Linked DNA regions of Mus musculus: regions 2, 3, 4 and 5 are each linked to region 1. A link is a contact called in public Hi-C, HiChIP or PLAC-seq, Micro-C and promoter capture Hi-C data. All regions are on one chromosome and are shown on one strand. Each heading gives the region's core, a stretch centred on a gene start, on an enhancer-like site or on the middle of the called end of the contact. The rest is flanking DNA. Distances are from core to core; before and after follow the strand shown. Region 1 holds the start of Bcar3 (breast cancer anti-estrogen resistance 3). Region 2 holds the start of Cnn3 (calponin 3, acidic). Region 3 holds the start of Sec24d (Sec24 related gene family, member D (S. cerevisiae)). Region 4 holds the start of F3 (coagulation factor III). Region 5 holds the start of Usp53 (ubiquitin specific peptidase 53).

Evidence for each region. Promoter capture Hi-C pulls out the DNA fragments that hold promoters and counts their contacts. Hi-C and Micro-C count contacts between places; a contact is called where the count stands out from the background. HiChIP or PLAC-seq counts read pairs in DNA pulled down with a chosen protein or histone mark.
Region 2: a Hi-C map of B cells shows a contact between it and region 1, with 8 read pairs. The contact joins the promoter of Cnn3 here to the promoter of Bcar3 in region 1. A contact is called at or near these places in 1 of 484 Hi-C or Micro-C datasets (B cells) and 1 of 115 datasets of contacts at active chromatin or transcription factors (embryonic stem cells).
Region 3: a contact with region 1 is called in a promoter capture Hi-C map of liver, with 3 times the contacts expected there. The contact joins the promoter of Sec24d here to the promoter of Bcar3 in region 1. A contact is called at or near these places in 3 of 39 promoter capture datasets (embryonic stem cells and liver) and 2 of 115 datasets of contacts at active chromatin or transcription factors (bone marrow-derived macrophages and epiblast stem cells).
Region 4: a contact with region 1 is called in a FOXA1 HiChIP or PLAC-seq map of pancreatic cancer cells. The contact joins the promoter of F3 here to the promoter of Bcar3 in region 1.
Region 5: a contact with region 1 is called in a Micro-C map of embryonic stem cells, with 4 times the contacts expected there. The contact joins the promoter of Usp53 here to the promoter of Bcar3 in region 1. A contact is called at or near these places in 2 of 39 promoter capture datasets (embryonic stem cells and liver), 2 of 484 Hi-C or Micro-C datasets (both in embryonic stem cells) and 1 of 115 datasets of contacts at active chromatin or transcription factors (pancreatic cancer cells).

The regions. Positions count from the first base shown.
Region 1 is chr3:122,418,366-122,421,213 of GRCm38.p6, forward strand. Bcar3 (breast cancer anti-estrogen resistance 3) reads left to right here and starts at 1,392. Exons shown (of 12, transcript NM_013867.3): 1 at 1,392-1,818.
Region 2 is chr3:121,425,105-121,427,952 of GRCm38.p6, forward strand. It overlaps Cnn3 (calponin 3, acidic), which reads left to right and starts at 1,437. Exons shown (of 7, transcript NM_028044.2): 1 at 1,437-1,724. The coding sequence starts at 1,668.
Region 3 is chr3:123,266,081-123,268,928 of GRCm38.p6, forward strand. Sec24d (Sec24 related gene family, member D (S. cerevisiae)) reads left to right here and starts at 1,416. Exons shown (of 23, transcript NM_027135.2): 1 at 1,416-1,456.
Region 4 is chr3:121,722,107-121,724,954 of GRCm38.p6, forward strand. F3 (coagulation factor III) reads left to right here and starts at 1,431. Exons shown (of 6, transcript NM_010171.3): 1 at 1,431-1,696. The coding sequence starts at 1,609.
Region 5 is chr3:122,983,110-122,985,957 of GRCm38.p6, forward strand. It overlaps Usp53 (ubiquitin specific peptidase 53), which reads right to left and starts at 1,338. Exons shown (of 16, transcript NM_133857.3): 1 at 1,173-1,338.

The DNA of each region.
Region 1 (2,848 bases), core at 142-2,641:
GGCTGTGGTGACCCCCTCCCCCCAGCCATAAAATTGTTTTTGTTGCTACTTCATAACTGTAATGTTGCTGCTGTTATGAATCATGATGCAAATACCTGGTATTTACATCATATCTGTATATATAGGATATCTGATATGTGACCTCTGTGAAAGAGTCTTTAGGCCCCCTCACCCCCACCCCCCAAGGGGGTTGTAACCCACTTACCTGCCGGGGGCATGGTGGCACATGCCTTTAATCCCAGCACTCGGGAGGCAGAGGCAGGAGGATTTCTGAGTTCAAGAACAGCCTGGTCTACAAAGTGAGCTCCAGGACAGCCAGGGCTACAAGAGAAACCCTGTCTTGAAAAACCAAAAAAAAAAAAAAAAAAAAAAGCCACTGACCTAGAGTCCCCTGGGAAGAGGGAACCTATCACCTCCATCGGATTGGCCTGTGGGCATGTGGGCATGTGGGAGAGGTATTTTCTTGATTAACGTTTGATGTGGGAAGGCTCGACCCACTGTGGGTGGTGCCAGCCCTGGGCAGGTGGGCCCGGATTGCATAAAGAAGCTGAGGAAACCTTGGAGAGCAAGCCAGTGAGCTCTGTCCCTTCACTGCCTCTGCTTGAGTTCCTGCCTTGGCTTCGCCCAATGATGCCTTGTAACAAACAAACACTTCTGAAGCTGCTCTCGATCATAGCGTTCATCTCAGCAACAGAGAAGCAAAGCAGGACACTGTGTAAATAAAAATACCTGGGCTGTTCCCTGTGGAGCCTTCTGTCTTATCCATCTGATCCGAAGGTGTTCCTTACATAGTTTCTATACATTTCCTTTATCGGCTGCATGAATTGCGTAGAGGAGCTCTTAATGACAATTACGTTAACAAGCGGGTTTCCTTTGGCGTTAGTGCTTCGTGTATTTAATTAAGGAATCTTTACAGCCCTTTTTTTTTATTGTTTGTTGTTTGGTTTTGCTTTTGGTTTCTGTTTGATAATTTCTTTAGTGTTACCGTTTTACCTTTTATATGTAGATCTGAAGTCCTCAGGATTTGATTTGGGGTGTGGGGTGGGGTGGGCATCATGATTCTATGACCTGGTATCATATATTGAACTGTGTGCTGTACTCCCACCGTTACCACAGCAATCTTTGGCATAAACCAAGCCACCAGATAGTGCAGAGATGACTTTATAACTAGGTTTTGATAAACAGCATATGTAGGTTCACGAAGCCATCTAGTTCTGCGTGCACGTGTGAGAGTGATTGATTTGCCTGTTCCCGGCTCGCTCGCTGTGGTTACCTTGGTCTTTGTCCCATGAAAGCCTTTTAAATTGAAAGCCAGCCAGGTGTCTGCAGAGCGGGCGGATCTGCTGCGTAATTAAATAACGCCGGGAAGGGGGAGGAGTGGATTAGGCGAGGCTGTCCGGTTGAGTGAGGTTCAGTAAGGAAGAGGTTGAGCTACACTTGAAGTCTAGCTTCTCGGGGGAAGATAAGGGGGAGTCAAAACTCTCAAATCCGGGCGGAGGAGAGCCAGACGAGGTCACCGAATGTAAAAGTCGCCGGGGTTCGGCTCAGCCCGGCGAATCGGCTGGGCGGGGTGGGGCCGCGAAGCCGCAAATCACCAGTTGAGGGCCAGAGAGCGCGCTGCCGGCTCAGAGCTGAGCCTGCAGCCGCCCGGCCAGGCAGCAGCCGGAGCGGGACAGCCGTGCACACCCGCCAGCCGCACCAGCCTCTTGGCGGACGCCCGCGGACCATGAGCCGCCCGAGCTCCGAGAGCAGCTGCGGTGAGGTGAGAGCAGCCCGGCGCTGAACCGCAATCCCGGACTCCGAACGCGGCGCGGGGAGGTGAGTGTGTCCCGTGCGTTCCTGTTCAGCCTCCTGAGCTCCCTCGGTCGGACTGAAACAGGACTGAGAAGTTCTTTAGAGTAAAGTTAGGCATGGGGAAGAGCGCAACCCCCGTCTGTTTGTACCCCCGAGCCCCCGCAAACTAGACATGGGAGTGGGAGTGGGGGTGACCAAAGTGTGTGTGGCGGGGGAGGGAGGGTGAGACTTGTGCCCTCGGGGGTCCTCGGATCCCGGGACTCTCGGGAGTGGAGCGTGGTGATGTGCCTCGAGCATCCCCATCTACTCTTGGGCTCCGGGGCGGAATCTTCCCGGGTGCTGGTTTCTGGACCCCTCCGAACCCTCCTGCTAGTCCAGTTCGGTTTTGCCCAAGGCCGCTCTAAGCTGGGTAGACGAGCTGGCCCAGACGCCTCTGCTGGAAGCCCGAGGCTTTCCTCCACTAATCTCTTGGGAAGTTTGCAAAGAAAGTGAAGGAGCCTGCCCAGTAACTGTTGACAACATCTCCCTCCCCTCGCCTTCCCTTTGTTGAGAAAGAATGAATAGTTGGTTGTGTGCTTCCCCCTGAGTCGGAGAGGGGAAAGCAAAAGGAGGGAGGGACGGGTCGCAGCCCATCTTCCTTTACTCGCTTAGCCTGTGGCCACTTAAAAACTTTAATCAGGTGTAGACTCTTTTTGAAGGGCAGGTGGCAAAGGCAGCGAGCCGGTGATGTGGGGCAGCGCGTCACAGGACTAAGGTTTAACGGTTGTTTGAGGCAAGGTGAAAGGGGGAGTAGCCCGAGTCTAGTTTTTTTTTTTTTTTTCAGTTTTTGTTTTTGTGTTTTGTTTTTCCCTACAGCAGTTAGGGATGGAAAGTAGAGCCCGGAGTTCAGAGAGTCTTTTAAACCTTGACTCTTATCTCCCAAGGTTCCACAGACCTCTCTATGGCAAGTACGTTGGCCCAGGGAAGGTCAGTTTGGAAGCTGATTATCTAATTCTGTGTGGTCCCCCCGCTTCCCCGGGGGGAGGCGAGATCCTGAAGGGGGCTTCGTCACTCT
Region 2 (2,848 bases), core at 187-2,686, 990 kb before region 1:
TACTGCTCTATCACATTGCACCTTATAGCGTTGATGAAAAATTCTTTCAGCTGACAGAAATTCTGTGCCTTTTTCTTTTCTCTGTAGCTTAGGCAGACCTCTGGTTCTATCCCAACACAGCAATCCTCTTTGTGCTGGGATAGAGTGCTTGAGACACTATGCCACACTCCCTTATTTCTATCCCAGAAAGGTTCAACTTGGGCTATTTGGGCTTCTCTTTTCCATGCAAGTGGCTGACCCTGGTCCTGTAGTCTCTTCTGGAATGTCAGCTGTATTTGGGAAACATAAACCAACATACTGACACCCAGAGGACTAAAACCTGTCCTAGATGTGCCCCAAGACACCAAGGCAAGCGGTGACACTCTGGAGGCAGTGATAGCTGTCATTATTAGGAATCTCTGAGTTGCAGCCTTCAAGCCACTAAAACGGATCTGAAGTCTACCGAGTAAGTTTTGGGAAAGTGAATGAGCTAATCTTTCAAAGACATATAGCCCAGTGTAGTGCCAGGAACACAGGCAGGGGACAGCGTGCTCTCTGTTCTCACCTTTCCTCTATCAGTTTGCCTTTGAGATCAGAAGAAAGGAAAGGGGACGGAAAAGAATACAGAGTGCTGATTCAAAGAGATTAAAAAACAAACCAAAGCAGGTAGACTTCTCAGTCAAGGCAGTCCTCTAATTAAAAACAAATAAACTACCTAGCCTTTTGGGCTGGCTGAACCCCCGGTGAAGGTGCTTGCCAAGGGCAACTGGTGGGACTCCAGAAAAGGACCCAAAAAGCTGTACCCCCTCCCCCCAAAACCTGGCTGTGCCACAACACTTTCCCAATTTCTTTCGCTCTGCATTCAAAGTTTAGACAGGATGAGCAGGACTTTGGCAAAGAGCGTTGACCGAGGCAGAGGTCAGCCCCACAGGTGCGGCAGCTGCGTGGGGAGGGAGACTTGGCAGATGTCCACGCAGGCCTCCCCCCCCCGCCCCCGGCCTGGCACGTGGATTCGAAGGCTGCTCCCCGGGTTTCCAGCGCAACATCTGGGCGCGCTGTAGCCCGGGAGGAGACGGATGGAGTGGCCGGTCAGCGGCGGGCCAGCTCGGGGAGCTTCCTGTCCCCCTCCACCGTCGGAGCGCCACAGATGCCTGGGAGTTGATGAGAACCAAGGCGGCTGAGAAGCCCCTAGGCGCCGGGGCGGGGCGGTCGCAGCCCGCTGACCAGCGGGGAGGAGGGGCGCCGAGGTCCTAGGTGGCGTGAGGGCGGGGCCGGGGGCTGGGACCCCGCGGGAGGGAGCGCCGCGCCCGCCGCGCTGCCATTGGCCGGGAAGCCTTGGAGCAGGCGAGGGGGGAGGAGGCGGCGCTCATTGGTCGGGCTCGCCGGCCAATCCCTGGAGGCCCGGGGGTGGGTGGGGGGAGACCAGGCTGGGGGCAGAGCGTGCGGAGCCGCGGAGCGGGCAGCGAGCAGGGCAGCCGGTCCCAGTCCAGAGCGACCCGGAGCCTCCGCGGGACTCGAGTCCTAGCGAACCTCGAAGCATCATCCGCGTCCGTCTGCGGCGTTCGGGCTTCTCCGGCGCCGCGCAGGGGAGCGAGCTCGTGCATCACCCGCGCGGCCGCCGCTGGGGCTAAGAGCAGGGACACCGAGGGTGACTGACCGCTAGAACTCTTCCAGTCGTCCAAACAGCCATGACCCACTTCAACAAGGGCCCTTCCTACGGGCTCTCCGCCGAAGTTAAGAACAAGGTACGCGCGCGGGCGGGCTGGGGGTTTGCCGCGGCGGTGGGGGCGCTGGGAGCCGCCGCGGAGAGACGTCGAGGCTGCGGGAGAGAGAGATGCTCCTCGGCTCGCGGAGCCTGGCTCGCACGCGTTGGTGCTGGCTTTGTTCCCGCGCCGCGGCCCCGGCGGGCGGTGGGGGTTCCCGGACGCCTGGAGTCCCGCAGCGCCGCAGGGCCCGCTCCAAGGCTGTAGGGTGCGCCCCTCCGGGAAGGGGGCGCTCCTGAGTGGCCTGTGGCCCTTAGGCGGGGCCCTGCCTTACGGCTGGGTCTCCGGGAGTTGCCGCCCCCGCCATCCGCCTGGGCTGGGGCTGCCGCGGGACCCTGCGTCTCCTCCCATTCCATCCTGGCCCCCTCCTCCCACAAGCGAAGTTGGGCGGTTACGTGGCCAACCCGGGCCCCTCATTGTTCCTTTCCTCCTCCTCCTCCATGGGAGAGTGTCCCGCCGACCCCTGGGACCCGCGGGCGGAAAGGGAGCCCGTCGGTGGTGCCTTGATGCAATCGCCGCTGGTGCGGGAAGCCCAGACAAAGCCTGAACGCGCAGCCTGCGAGCCGGATCAGCTGTAGATGAGAGACTTAGAAATGCAATCCTGAGAAGTTTGCAGCGCGTTGAATTGTCACGATATCTCGGCAGGGTCGCTTTTGTTCGAGGTTTATTTGCTGTGGCGGGTTGCAATTTTGGAGTGATTGGAATCTGGCTGCGTTGCTTTGCTGTGTACTCATCTCAAGAATGCACCAGGGTTTATCTTTCAGACTTTTGGCCTGGAAAAGAGATGAGAGGCGCCCCCCTCCCCAAATCCTCTCTTTCCTTCCTCCCTGCCTGCATTCCAAGTCCATGACATCAGGGGTTTCGGGGAGTGGGGGTGACCAGCCAATCGGCGTGGAACTGCGCACAGACCGCTCATTGTCTCCCTTTTGCTGTTCCGGCCAAAGCGCCACAAAGGAGGGCTGCTGTGGTTTAATTCCCATTAACTTCCCGGGAGCCGAAGCATGTCAGGATTGTCACCAAGCTGTCCCACCTCCGGTAGAATAGTTTGGCATCATCAGGGCTACGAACACCCCTGGAGTTGCGGGTGGCTGGGGTGTGAAGGGAAT
Region 3 (2,848 bases), core at 166-2,665, 850 kb after region 1:
ATGCTTTGCATCTTCAGACACCTATAGCAGTTCAGCAAGATGACTTAGGACTGAAACCTTAGAGACTGAGACAATGCAAATTATTACCCTTTAAATTGGTTTCTTTTTTAGTGATAAACAGTTGACACAGTTGCCTCAAAATTCCTAATACTGTGGGTGATGGTGGCTCATGTCCTTAATCCTAGCACTTGGGAGGCAGAAGCAGGTGGATTGCTGAGTTTGAGGCCAGCCTGGTCTAGAGAGTGAGTTCCAGGACAGCAAAGGCTACAAAGAGAAACCCTGTCTCAAACAACAACAACAACATGTCTTGATAATGATAATTCTAAAAGAAGACCTGGCAGGTCTGAGAGGATCTATATTGAGCATAGATGGATTGAGCTGAGAAGACCCGCCCAGTGTGTGGGACATCATTCCCTGGACTGGCATCCTGGACTGCATAAAAAGAGCCAGACACAAGCACTGATTGCTCTCTGCTTTCCTGACTGTGCCCGCATAGTGATCAGCTGCCTCAAGCTACCGCATCAAGATGGATTACTCCCTTGAACTGTGGACCAAAATAAACATTTTCTCCTTTTAGTTGTGGTTGCCAGAGTATTTTATCACAGCAACAGGAAAAGTTACTCAGGTAGCTTTTGATTAGTCAAGCTTTAGGGAGCTTTTATTTCTGGTTCCTCAGAAGGAGGCACACAGTGAGGGCAAAATCACTAGGCTGCTTTTATTTCATAAAACTTTCATAGATTCCCCAAACTCGCAGCTCGGCTGCGGACTGAACTCATACTTTCTCTCTGATAGTGAGACATTTTTGGAGTGTGGCCTATTGGTCCTGATTTTAGGGCCAAATAGGTGTTTCTCAACTGTTTCTGTCCAAAGGTGAGCTAAAAGTTATCTACCTTTGACACAGGCCAGTTCCTGTTTGTGGGTGGGGCACACCCAGTTAAGTGGGCAAGCCCACGGAGGTCCTGCAACCCTTTGCTTCCTTGAGGACACCTCAGCTGAGCGTCTCGTTTCACACAGAACCAGGCTGTCGTGGGCCTTCCTTCCTTCTGTGGTTGTGCTGGAAGACGTCATCAAATTGTCTGTCCACGCGCCAGATTCCTCTGGCCACTGAGCACTCCCCGACACGCGTCGCTTCCAGTAAGGCGAGCGCAGCGCAGCGATTCAGTGCCACCTGTTGAACCCAGAGCGCGCCCTCCTCACCCCACCCAAGTCCCCTGCCACCGGCTCCGGAGGATCTTTGACAAATTGGAGGAGGCGGGGCCTCGCGAAGGAAAAGCTTAGAGGAAAAGACCCGGAAAGAGGCGCGAGACCGCAGTGGGAGGTGCGGCCCCGCCCCCGCCAGGGCGCGCCGCGGGAGCGAGCGGGTCCAGCACGCGCGCGCGCCCGGGCGCCTGACGTGGCACTAGCAACCCAGAGCGACTCGGCGGCGGCGGCGCGGGGCGCGGAGCGTGCAGAGCAGGTACGGCAGACGCGGGGCGCAGGGCGCAGGGAGGAGGGTGGGGAGGAAGGGGAGCCACAGGTACAGCAGGTTCGGGCTGAGGGTGCGGAGCGTCCACACGCGGCTGCACCGCGACTCCCCATCAACTTGGCTCTCTGGTTCCCGGAGGAGGAGAGGGCTGGAAATATTCCGAGGGAAAATGGCAACTACAGTGTTCAGCTCCGGGACATCATTAGAGGGAAACGCGAACTTGTCCCGGGTGACAGTGGAAGGGGAAGGGTGTCTTTGTAGAATCCGAGCGCTCGGGGTTTGGATTCGAGGCCGGTTTGTGCCAAGTGGCTCTCTGCCATGTCGCCGCTTGCAGCTGAGTCAGGTTTCTGCAACTTGGTGTACTGGGTGAGGAAGTTTGACGTGGCAGAGAAGGGTGAGGAAGCGAATTCCTCCCAGGACCAGGGAAGAGGGCTGGGCGGCTTCCAGTCCCCTGCTGTGAGCATCGCTGTCCCGCTCCCCTTCCGCAGCTGCTGCGTGGGTGCGCCGGTGCGGTCTTCTGAAGGCTCTGGGCTGCACGGGGCCAAGCGACTGCCACGTCTCTCTAGGCGCAGTGGGAGGAGGGAAAGTGTTGTCAGGAACACAGTGAACTAGAGACCTTTGTCTGCCTTTCTGTCCTCCGTTAGCAAGACAGTGACCTCATCATACTCATGGTTGCTACTCGGAAGCTGAAGGTTTAATATGAAAACAAAGCTAAATCATGGATGTTAGTCTTCACGTTTGAAATTTGCATGCCATTTCCAGAATAAAGAGATCCCACGTCTTACTTAGAAGGTATTACTAATCTTTACCTTAAACCACTACCTTAAACCGCAGCAACGAGAAAGAAAGGAGAGGTACCCAAATGCTTGATGGAGAAACTGGAAAGAAACTAGAGAATCAGGGTTTCACAACTAATATGGCTTTTGGACACTTCATTTTCTAAAACAGAAAACTGAGGCCCAAAGAACCTCTTCAGTTTACTGTGTCACAAAGCTTTGCATGGGCAGATAGGAAACAAATCATAATTCTTTTGCCAGGCTTCAGAGCACCTCCTGTCTTGTAACAAATGTTTTTTTGAAAGCCAGACATGGTGGCACACACCTTTAATCCCAGCATTGGGGAGTCAGAGGCAGGCAGATCTCTTTGAGTTCGAGGCTAGCCTGGTCTACAGAGTAAGTTCAGGACAGCAAGGACTACAAGGGAAACCTTGTCTCTGCAGAAACCAACCAACCAAATAAACAAAAGTATCTTTTAAAAACCTCTCTAGGAGATATCTGTTTTAGCAAAACATGGAAACATAAAGTGTAAAGCTAATTGGCATTTGGGCTCTGAATAGAGTCAAGATGGGACTGTTATATTTGTGATTGTTTATGACTACCCACA
Region 4 (2,848 bases), core at 181-2,680, 700 kb before region 1:
GTCCCTGGAGTAGAGGACCAGATAGAGCTACATTGTGTACTTAGGCCAGTGAGCACACGGACCAGCTGACCTCAAGATTGGTATTGTAGAAGGCTATCTAAGAGGTTCTGCCCTGTCCATTCTCAGACATAAGCAGGAAGCCTAATCAAAAGCTACTGTGAGTGGGACGACAGCTTAGTTACTCTTTACACTTCTCAGAGCCTACAAGGTGGACCCAAGTTTGACTTTACTCAAGGAAAGTAAAAAAGGAAGGAAGAAAGGAAGGAAGGAAGGAAGGAAGGAAGGAAGGAAGGAAGATTGTACAAAGCATCCAAAGACACAGATATTTACATTACAGTTCATAACCGTAGCAAAATTACAGTTATGAAGTAGCAATAAAAATAATTTTATGGTTGGGATCACTACAATATGAGGAGCTGTGTTAAAGGGTCGCAGAATTAGGGAAATTGGAAAAGAAGGGATAAACTGGACAGTCAACCAGGAGTGACAAGAAATCGTTTGATACACTGTCGAGCAAATGCTACCAGTAGGATAAGTGATCGTCTAAGGCTTCAACAACGTCACGGCAAAGCCTAGAACAGGAGGCCAGGAAATAAATGAAGAAAACCCAAAGCTTGCAAGTGACACCTGGCTGCCACTAGGCTCAGTGACAGAGGTGGGCTCCTGGGTCCATTCCCAGCATCCAGGAAGGGAAAACACAAATTGGAACGTCCGAATGTTTATTTTTCAGTTTCATTTTTTGTTTTTCTGCGCTTTGGAGGAATTCACTCAAACCCACTGCGGGCTTCCTCAACGTGAGAATCATCCTTCCTGGAACCCCCGTGGCTACAGAAGTCACGCTCAAATTCTCTCAGGCTTCATGTTGCAGTTCCTCGGTCACCTCGGGAACGGGAGTGGGGTGCCAAGTGGCCTTTAGACCTAATCCAGGGCCCTTGTCCATGGCAGACACGTGCATTTACTGCACCGCCCTGTGCAGCGGACCAAAGGGACTGACAGAATGATCTGCTAGCCACTGCGTGTTCAGGCAGGGCTTTGGAACTGCCCTCTGCTACCAGGAGTGGTCCAGGGGCTTTGATACATCCTCTGCTAGGGCCTCAGCGTACATCGAAAGCAGAGGAAAAGTAAGACTCCCTTGACTTTCAACTTAAGTCCCTTCAATGACACTCCTTTCTCCCCAGCCAGCCACCCAGGCTGGTCATCCAGGGATCAGCCCGGGAGCCTGGGTCTCCGCAGTACCTGGATCCGCCTGCGCCGAAGGGGCAGCTCGGTGCTCCGCGGCGCTGTTGAATCACGGTTGAGTCACCCCTTTCGGGGTCTCGGAGTTTCCTACAGGAGGGGAGTGGGCGGGGCAGGGGTGTGGACTGATCGGGAGCCGCCCACCGCGAAAGCGAGTGACCCGGGCCGGGGGGCGGGGAGTCGCGAGCTTCGGCGGAGGCGGCGCGGGGTGGAGAGGAGCCGGTGTCCGCGCGGCCCTTTATAACGCACCCCGCGCCGACCCCGGCAGCCTGGGTACAGCCGGTACCCATCACTCGCTCCCTCCGATCGCTCCTGTAGCGTAGCCAACGCGCCGCCGCTGAAGCCCCGAGACCTCGCCTCCAGCCCTTGGACATGGCGATCCTCGTGCGCCCGCGCCTCCTAGCGGCTCTCGCGCCCACGTTTCTCGGCTGCCTCCTCCTCCAGGTGACCGCGGGTGCAGGTGAGTGGCATTGGTCCTGAGAAGCCGGGGGCGCTCCGCCCGCGGGAAACAGAGAACCTATCTGGCTAGCTGGGGGGGGAGGGGGGGTGCTGCTCTGGTTCCTTGGGGACACCAAGGTGTCCGGCTGTACCTGTGGATTTGGCTGCGCTCGCCCTGAGGATTTGAATGAACAATGGGATGGAAGGTAGTTGGTGCCCGGACTCCTGGCAGTTGTCACTGCTAAAGATGCCTGCTTTGTGCGTCCACCGCGGTTGCATAAGATAAAACTGAGATTCCAGCTTTAACTCTGAGGGAGAGTTTCCTAGATGTTGGGCCCTTGAAGGTGGCAGGCTCGTGGGCCCGCCTTTGCCAAAGTCGGCGTGCTTTGCGCTTTGCGTGGCTTGCATGTTATCTCTGACAAGGTGTGCGCCTTCCCGTAATAAATAGGTGTTCTTGTGGCCTTTGGTTTCGGTCTGATAGAAGCAAGGCTGTTGTAAACTCAGGCAAGACAGAGTGCATACCCACATCTACCCAGTGCTGAGTTGAGGCAGAGGCTGAAACCAGGGGGCTTGCAAAACGAGACGTTGATGACAGCACTTTAATGGAATAGCATCCCACCATGTGACAGGTGCCACGTGGGCTGCACGTCTGACGAGCTCTCCTTGAGAATTTCAGTGTAAAGATATTTTAGATTACAATGGGAAAAGTCCGGTTAGACTCTTTTTTTTTTTTTTCGTTTATGTGCATTCCTGACTCTCACGTGTGTGGGGGACTAGCCCTGTTTGGAATTTATTCAAACCCTTCCTTGCGGCCTCTCCGACGGCTTCGGAAGAGTCCGGGACTCTCTGGCACCTTGGGCCCTCCTTCTGTGTCGTTTTAAAGTGGGCTTTCCCTGGAATAGTTTAAAGGAGGACTTCAGGATCTTCAGCTCTTTCCACGGATTGCAGTATGGGTGTTGCCTAGAGGACTATATGGCCCTGAGGGCGGGGATGGGGCGTGGGGGGAAGGACACGTACACACACACACACACACACACACACACACCCTCTGCTCTTGACAAGTTAGCAACGTTATTTTTGTGACTGGCAACAAAACATGTGCTCCCTTTGATGGCAGAGGCTGGGAAAGTGTTTAAGACACAAGGTCGAGACCACAGAACTGGGTGCAATTCGA
Region 5 (2,848 bases), core at 88-2,587, 560 kb after region 1:
TTTAAAAAAAAAAAGTGACGCCTTTAAAGTAATAAACTGTTAGTGCCACGTATCATGAGTTCGATAGACAACTTTATAAATAAAAAAAAAAATCCTAAGGAAAAGGCTTGTTTGGAGGGTCTCTTGTTTTTTATCCTTTGGGAAAAATACTTAATACATTGATTCGATTTACAAACTAAACAAATCACTTCTGTAAGTTTATAGCAAGTTGTCCAAAGGAGCTCACTTTAAAAGTCTCTAAAAGATAAGTCAAAAACCTTATTTTCCATACAACTCTTGCCCGCAGAAAATCTATTAGGAATTCTTCTGACAATAGCAGATAAATCACACATTACTTTTGAAGACCCTTTCTTCACTATTTTTTTTTTCCTTTTTTCTTTAACAGAATAGGATGAGGGATCTCTGCCTCGACCATCATCGACACAGAATTGAAAACAACAGAAAATAAAACTGACAAGTTATCAATGTCACCAATCCATTCTATCATAACTTCGTGTCAGCACTGGCTCCACCTTTTAAAGGTGAAAATCAGCGTGCCTGGTCTTAAACAAGCTCCAGGGCTCACCACAGAGAACTTAGGTTTACTGCCCATGTACCTCAAAAGTAGCCTTGAAAATATATTTGGAGGAAAGAATATGTTTCCAGCTATGGAAGACCGCAAGCAGATAAGGACGTGCAGTACGTTTTTGCAAGCATTTATCGGGATCTGCACGGAGAAAACAAACCCCAGGAGAATAACAAAACCTCAAAACAGGCTCAGATTGCAGGGCTTCACATCCTCCCGGTTACACCTGCGCAGGCACTTCCTGTTCCCCCGCGCCGCCGGCGAGTAGTTTGGTAATTGTACCGTAAACCGCCGTTTAGAAGCTAAACATTAACTCCGTCCGTCTGTCCAGCTACTGAGAAACCAACCAAGCCAAGATTCTATCACATCCAATCCAGTCTGCTCCGCCAAGGAGGAACGCCAATCACGCTGGAGCCCTGGTGAAGGCTCAGTGCTCCGGCAGCTGTGGGGCTGCACCGGGAACCGCAGGAGCCTGGCCAGCGCATCCCGACCCGGCCCAATCCCGCCCTCAGCCTGCGGCCACCCGGGTTAGCGCGCCCGAGCGGGGCCAGGCCGTGGGGACCGAGAGTCCTCCGCCCTCTGCCCAGCGGGGGCTCCCGCGACTCACCCCAAGCTCTACCTCCCGGCGCCGTAGCCCTTCCAGTCCCACTGGCCCGGCTCCGCCTCGCGCCGACACCCACAACGTCGTGACAGGCAAAGCGACACGCACAGGGACAGACGGCCACACCGCCGCTTTCAGCCGCCAGACCCGCGCAGAGCATGCGCGCACGCCCAAGACCCAGGGGCCGGTCTGGGCAGTGACACCTGCGATCAACAGGTCTCTGGACCCCGCCTTCCCCCGCGTCAGGACGCCCCGCCCCCTTGCGCCGGGCCCGCCTCCTCGTCTCGCCCCGCCCCGCCCCGCCCCCGCACGTGAGTTCCCGGCTTTCCCGCGGGTGATGCTCCCTTTCCGAGGGCTTGTGTGAGGCGCGAGATCCCGCGAGAGCAGGGCTCGGGCTTCTGCCCCGACGCGGGGGTGGCGCGCGGGGCGGGCTGTGAGACGGGACGTGGCGGATCGGCGAGCGGCTGCGTGGTGGGCTGGGGACTGCGGCGGATTTCCACGGCAGACGCGGGCGTCCCGCCGTCGTCCGCCTTGGTTGGCGGCTTTGCAGCCTGAGTGCGGATGCGCGGGGATCTGAGCCGGGGTTCTGTGGGTTTCAGCCATTGCTGGGTCGGCACCCCGGCGGTCCCCTTAGGGAGTCGGTACGGTCTGTTTGCAGTTGAATGGTGTCCTTTGGCGCGAATGTATTTTCCCTAAGTGGGGCTTTCGTGACCACTAATAAAACGAACGTCTTCATAACCGCGCTGACCCAGTTAGTATTTGTCAGAAATTTTGGCAGCATCCTCTCCGCGATGTGGAGCAGGTTTTGAGTTGCAAGCTGCTGCTGCTGCGAACCAGACTAGCCTTTGTCTGGGAAACTTTTATTTGGGATGATAATTAAAAGGAAAAACAAAACAAAGGGGGGAAAAAAAAACCTGGCTGATGATTAAGATGACTCAAAAAGGTAGATGTAGGTTTGGAAGACATTTCCAAAGCTGGCGTGAGTCATAAAAGTTGACTTAGATAAACTCAAAGGGGACTCCAGTTTACCTGAAGAAATCGCATGAGGGAGACCCTGCAGGTTGGTGGGTGACATGCAGTGAGGTTATTGTGTTTGACCCGGGATCAGTGAGAATTTATTATGTACCACATAAAAGAAGTAACATGAAGCCATAGACGCCGTCCTCAACATTAACATTAAAACCTCGACGGGAAGGAGCCGGAGAAACCAGCTCTTAGAAATGTAAAGAATTGGCACCATACTGTTTCCTCTCGGGTGCACTCTGTTTTGAGGTGTTGTTTAATATATCTTCTGTCACCTCTTTCCCCTTCAGCTATATTGTGTATTCTCGGATGTATTTTACATGAGTGCCTTAAATATGTCTTAAAAATAGACCAAGGAACAAGCAGTCCAGGTTTAGTTATGTTAATGTCCTACTCTTGACGTAACAAGATCTGAACGCCTTGTTCCCCCAGGAAAAAAAAAAAATGGTAGTTAGGAAGGTCACAGTGTGGTTGTATTAACTCAGAATTACTGTTCCTCGATGTGAGGTGAATGTTGGGGGTTAGATTCAAACAGTCCCTGGGTGAGCAGACCTAAATTATGAAGGAACCATCTTCACCACATTGGTTAAGGGTTCCTACAAGGGAGTAGCTTTGGTGTGTCAGAGAATACACTAGATCATCTAGGTGAAGCCCAGCAC